Linked DNA regions of Callithrix jacchus: region 1 is linked to region 2. Evidence: chromatin contacts called from public Hi-C data. All regions are on one chromosome and are shown on one strand. Each heading gives the region's core, a stretch centred on a gene start, on an enhancer-like site or on the middle of the called end of the contact. The rest is flanking DNA. Distances are from core to core; before and after follow the strand shown. Region 1 overlaps GNG12 (G protein subunit gamma 12). Region 2 has its middle 120 kb from the start of SERBP1.

What was found. Hi-C and Micro-C count contacts between places; a contact is called where the count stands out from the background.
Region 1: a Hi-C map of skeletal muscle shows a contact between it and region 2, with 2.7 times the contacts expected there. The contact joins two enhancer-like sites. A contact is called at or near these places in 2 of 3 Hi-C or Micro-C datasets (induced pluripotent stem cells and skeletal muscle).

What each region holds. Positions count from the first base shown.
Region 1 is chr7:104,976,073-104,979,229 of calJac240_pri, forward strand. All of the region lies in intron 2 of GNG12 (G protein subunit gamma 12), which reads right to left. Among named protein-coding and RNA genes, the nearest start is that of GADD45A, 63 kb to the left of the region's middle. Within about 2 kb of position 1,354, at least 7 of the 16 cell types and tissues checked have an H3K27ac peak or open chromatin away from gene starts, as enhancers often do. A contact at or near this core is called in skeletal muscle, where this site is marked.
Region 2 is chr7:104,782,649-104,785,536 of calJac240_pri, forward strand. No RefSeq gene overlaps it. Among named protein-coding and RNA genes, the nearest start is that of SERBP1, 120 kb to the left of the region's middle. Within about 2 kb of position 1,568, at least 3 of the 16 cell types and tissues checked have an H3K27ac peak or open chromatin away from gene starts, as enhancers often do. A contact at or near this core is called in skeletal muscle, where this site is marked.

The DNA.
Region 1 (3,157 bases), core at 104-2,603, 190 kb after region 2:
AATTTTTAGCTAATCTCTACAAACTATAAAGATTTGGACTTGTGTGTGTGGGTAGCATCATGTGTGGACCAAGAAAGTTACCATCTCTTCTCCTCTCCCCGGAACAAACACCCACAAACTGATGGGATGCTCTGAAGGTTAAACTGGATCTTTTAATTGTCCAGGAATGTATGCTATGCAAACAATGTTGGCTCCCTGTGCCAAGGCAGAGCTATTGTGGGACTTGAGGCTGCTGGCTATGAGGAAAAGGATGGTGGGGCATAGTTCTATTCACTGGGGCAAAGTGGGAACCCGAAAGAGGGTGGCTGAAATGTTTTATTATCCTAATCTTCAGAGGACAAATAATTACAGAACATTCTATATCAGAACAAGAGACTGTTAGTCTGCATGAGGGGGCAGGGAGAGAGAGGCAGAGGACAGAGATAAAAAAACTTCCCTTTTTCAGGGGTGGGGAAAGGAGAGAACCTCAAGAGTGGACTACCATTCAATTTGAAAGGAGTTTTCTGTTTGTAACATGTTTCCTTTGAAGAGTGGAAGTTCTGAGCATTTAGGAGTTTGGTTATAGATCAAGAAAGAAATTCCTGACTTTCCAGAGGCTGGTGGCTACCAATCAAAGGTCAATCAGAATGAAAGTCAGAGTAGCCCTGAGACCATACTATAGGCTACTGGGAAGATATAACATGCTTTATAAAAAAATAAAAATAAAAATCTCTTCCATGCATTTTTTTTTTCTCTTCAGTGAAACATAAGGGATGTGAGAAAGGCACGGAAAGCAGAACTCAGGGGCTTGAGGGACAAGAAGAGAGGGTGGAGGAACAAGTGTGGTGTCTCTTGGGATAGCAGCTGTTTTATTTGCACCCTTGAAGAGTTCCTGAAATAATTAACATGCACTGCCATTCTTGTTTTTCCAGTGGTGATTTCATCCAGTCCGTACAGAAACTCAGAATTAAATGTCATGGTTTTGTGTTTTGAAAAGCAAAACTCTCCCCAAAACAAGGGAGTTTTGAATGCTGCTGAGAGCATGTGAGATCTGAAAACTGCAGAGCGCTAATCATTAACACGCTACTTTTGGAGGCAAGACTACCTCTTTCTTTGCTATCACATTTCCTTCTATTTGATCCTGCCCTGTCCTGGTTTACTTTCTGTTTCTCCCACTCATTACCACGCATTCTTCCGTAACACATGTGAAGTCCAGAATAGCCTCTCCCTTTCTGTTGGCCAACTCAACACTTCCCTTACAAGCTCTACTTTAAAAAAAAATTCATCTCTGACTTACTTTCCAAGGCCTTTCCCTCTTCCCACTCCTCTGGGGGAAAAACAAAACCCTCCATTCCTGCCTGAATAATGTAGGAGAATAAAGCAGAAGTAAAGTCTGCAGACACTACTTACAGTAACTGCAAATAAAAATGTGTCTAAGGAGAAGAGTCTGCTAATTTAGTTTGGAGGCAGACAGATTTGGGTTTACATCCCTGCCTTTGTCATTTGCTCGTGGTGGGACTATGGACAGGTTGCTTAACCTTCCCCTAAACCTCAGTTTTTTTTCACCTGCAAAATGGATCTTTACATTAGGGTAATATTTATTTTAAGATCATAGTATTAGGAGTTTTAATAATAAAAAAAGTCCTTCCACGGCTGTACAGGGAATTAAATGAGATGAAGCATATGGAGTGCCTGGAACACAGTAAGCACTCAGTAACTGTAACTGTTTGCTGCTACTGATGATGATGTAAATTGTTTGAAGAGAAATGTCATCCTTTCCCCCACTGCATATATAGTAACAAGGATTCAGTGCTTCTCAAAGCTAAAAGACAGTACCAGGAGGAAGGGTCTGGGTACAATTATTTGCTGATTGCAGCCCCTAGGAAGCACGTCTCAGAGGCAGCCTGCACAACAGAGCAAAGGGCTTATTTTAGGAGCCTCCAATCAGGACAGACTGGTTGATCCAGATGCCTCACTGGCAAAGCAACCTCAGCCACACGCCCCTCTCCACAGGCTACTGGCATTCCCAGTGGGATGCACCACAGCCCGACTCCAGGAATTTTACCCACAACTTGTTCCCCTCTCCCAATCTCCCTTCTCCCTTTTGGAGACCTCAAGGCTTGAGAGACACGAAAAGCAACAGCTCTGCCTGACAAATAAGGTAAGGGCTCTGCCTCTCGGGTCCTGAGTCACTGGTTAGGAACTGTCCCATCTGCAGACTCTCCCAGAAAATTACACAAAAACACAAAGTCGGGCTCCAAAGCTTGGGCACCCTCAGAAAGACTGATTCACCAGGGCGTGCTTCAGAACTGAAACTCTGGGGACAGAAGGTACCCACTGCCCAGCCTGCCAAGAACCTACCTTCCTTTAAACAACAAAAATGAAGCAGAAAGAGAAAAAAGCCTGAACCTTTCCTAATAAGGTAATACTACATGCCATTTGTAGTTTCAAATTGCTTGGCACGCCAGGATCATATGACATTCACTGCAGCTACGGCTTCATGCCTGTGTGAAGCTCTCCAGGAAAAATGAGTCTTTGGTGTGCCTCTGGGGATTACAACTGAATAGGGAACATGCTCTGCCAGTGGAACCTCACATTTTCCCGATTCACCACACTTGCCTCACGTCCCTCTTTTACGCTGCTGCCGGCAGGCCTCTCGCTCTGTGGACTCGGGCATTGTAAAAGTTCTCAGGTTGCTTTGTATGCAGGTTTTCTCTCTCCAACGAGGTACACGCTTCTTGAGGGCAGAAACACTCCTTTATTTCTTTTGTTTCACTCTTGCTATGCTTATCACAGTGTAATCCACCCAGCAGTTACTCAATAAATGCTTGATGACAGACTAGTGCTGAGAATTTTACAGATCAGTAGGTGATCACTTTAGATCACTGGCCCCCAACTTACAAATCAGCAGGGTTTCAAAAGTTGGTTTCAAAGAAGGTATTTATAATGCATATTTTCCCATAGAAACAGTGTTTTAACTGGGGCTTGGGTTTCCAGGCCTACTTATTTCTCAGAATATCCTATACCTACTTTTGTGCAGTCTTACTGACCTCTCATTTGCCTCACTCACATTAGACTGTCCTTACATGTGCAGAATAAACTCTAGTTCTTTCAGTTACAGCAACGCTGACTTGCGCAGATTTCATTTGCCACTTATTAGTGGTATTTTCCTATTTCA
Region 2 (2,888 bases), core at 318-2,817:
TTCTTGTTCAGTGATGCCTTTCCAGTACCTGGCACAATGCCTGGCATTTAGCCTTACATCTATTTAGTGTTGAAAAGGCATTTAGTGTTCAGTATGCATTTGTTAAGTGGATAAAACATATTCTAAATCTAGATCTTTCTGATATAGTAGAGCAAATGGGTAAGTTTTGTTGGTGTCATTTGAGTTTTGAGTGACTTTAGCTTTGCTCATTGTTTGTCCATTGATCAGTATTTTCCTGCCTAAAATAGCATGGGGAGCTAAGGTCATTGAACTATCTTGCAAGGTAAAACAAACATATCTCTGCAGTAAAAATATATGTATATATAAACTCCCTTTCTCTATCACTCTCCACACACACACACACAGACACACACAGACATACACACTCTAAAACTCTTAAGAGTTTTAGTCATTCTAAAACTCTTAAGAAAGACATATAGAAGGCAATTCTGGCCAGGATATTTGATGGGTGGGGTGATGTTATAGTATGTACTAGGAGCATTTGCTCTAGCCTGGTAATGCACTAGGTACTGGAAATCAAAGTTGAATAAGATTTTGATCCTGCCCAGAAGGAGTTTACCAAACAGCACAATAGCTTATATTTTCATGGAAAGACACAATGGGAGGATTGGAGATTTTCACAGAAGTAAGAACACTTGGCAGGGCATGGTAGCTCACACCTGTAATCCCAGCATTTTGGGAGGCTGAGATAGGCAGATCATGAGGTCAGGAGTTCAAGACCAGCTTGGCCAATATGGCAAAACCCCATCTCTACTAAAAATACAAAAATTAGTCGGGCATGGTGGTGTACACCTGTAGTCCCAGCTACTCAGGAGGCTGAGGTGAGAGGATTGCTTGGGTCCAGGAGTTCGAGGGTTCAGTGAGCCATGATTGAACCACTGCACTCCAGTATCCTGGATGAGATGATCCCTTTCCTCACAGCCTTACAGTCTAGTAGAGAAGAGATACCTTACACAAATAAAGGCAGATTCACCATAGTAATTATGATTACATAGGGGATTGGTATGGTTTGGCTGTGTCCCCATCCAAATCGCAACTTGAATTGTATCTCTCAGAATTCCCACATGTTGTGTGAGAGACCCAGGGGGAGGTAATTGAATCATGGACTGTCTAGGCAGAGGGGATCACATATGATAGGAAGGAGTTTGATGTGTTGGAGCAACTGAAAGGCCAGGCCAGCGTGGCTGGAGGCTAATGTAACACAATTTTGATATAGGAAAGAGCTTTGTTTTGTGGACTCCTTCCTTTCTTTGCCTGAACCTATCACCCTAGCTGCGGCCTATTGGATGCTAAGAGCACGTGCTCTCCTGAGTGTGTGTGTGTGCATGTTCTCTCTCTCTCTGGCTTTTTCTCTGCTCACATGCTGCTTTCATCACATCCACACTGGCCTCTTTGCTCCTTCAAAACCAGTCTATTCTGTGGGTCCCCGTGGACTTTTTTAATGAATCCCCAAAATGAATGGCAATGCATGCGCCTCCTGGGATCACCTGGCTCCTGAGGACCTTTGATGCAACTACTTGGTTGCAGGTGTGTGGAAGGATTAAGCAGAGAGGAAACAGCAGAGGCTGCAGCCCAGACAAGTGGAAAAAGGAGAGCCCTTGCTTAAATGCCACGCCAAAGGGGGTGAGGCACAGAAGCCAGGTCCTGGCATGAGAGAGATGGACCAGCACCAGGAAACAGGTCAAACCAGAGGCCTAATTATTGGCATGCTGGAAGGCAGAGGCAGCCAGAAGATGGCTGATCTGTCGCCAGGGTGCTTTACAGTCCTACCCTGTCTCCACTTAGGAACTGCAGCCCAAGGCACAGGGTCTGCACATGTGAGGAATGCAGAGAATGGCAAACACAGGGGAGGTCATGGTGTGGGGAGGAAGCGGGGGGGATGGTGGCAGGCGCCCAGGAGAAGGAGAGATTTCTGGAGCCAGGAACCACACCTGTTTACATCTTTCAACGCTTTATCACCTTTGCAATTTAAGCAGTTTCATTTCCACTGAGATTAAAAGTAAGTTTGAGTAATTAGATAAATTGTGCCTAATTTACTATTCCCTAAGGAAGTGTGAGAGAATAACCCTGAACATCACCCCACCCATCAAATATCCTGGCCAGAATTGCCTTCTATATGTCTTTCTTAAGAGTTTTGGAATGTGTGTGTGTGTGTGTGTGTGTGTGTGTGTGTGTGTGTGTGTGTGTGTAGAGTGATAGAGAGAGGGAGTTTATATATACATATATTTTTACTGCAGAGATATTTTTATGTTTTACCTTGCAAGCATAGTTCAATGACCTTTGCTCCCCATGCTATTTTAGGCAGGAAAATACCTCCTTCCTATGTGTAGCAGAGGCAAGGGGTGGGACGTTTGTTTACTTTGTGTGGGTCCATCCTTCTGCCAGGAGCTCTCCCTGCCTTTCCAGGCTCCCTCTCCCCTCCGGAACTTGGTAACTCCTATTTATCCTTCAACTTTCAGCCTAAATACCATGTCCTCCAGGAAGCCTTCTGACTTCCTGGGTTCTTCCTTGGGTGCCCACTTTGGCCTGGTGTCTGTAGTTGCCATTCTCTCAACACAGCGTTCACTGCACTGCTCTAACCACTACTTGCGGTCTCTCTCTTCTACCTGCGTATTTCAGATTGACCTGTAACCCGTTGATGAGCTGTGAAATCAAATGTCATGACCAGTACTTCTGGTTTTGTATTATTTATTTTGGACTCTTTCTCTATGTCGTATTTGAATATGAATAGAATCGTGTTTGCTATTTCACTTTATGTTTTTACTTAGTCATATATGAGTGAGCATTGTCTCATGAAACTGTGTGTGTGTGTCTGTATGTGTGTGCAGTGGTGAAGAAGACAGACATAAGTCCAGATGTTTTCAAGG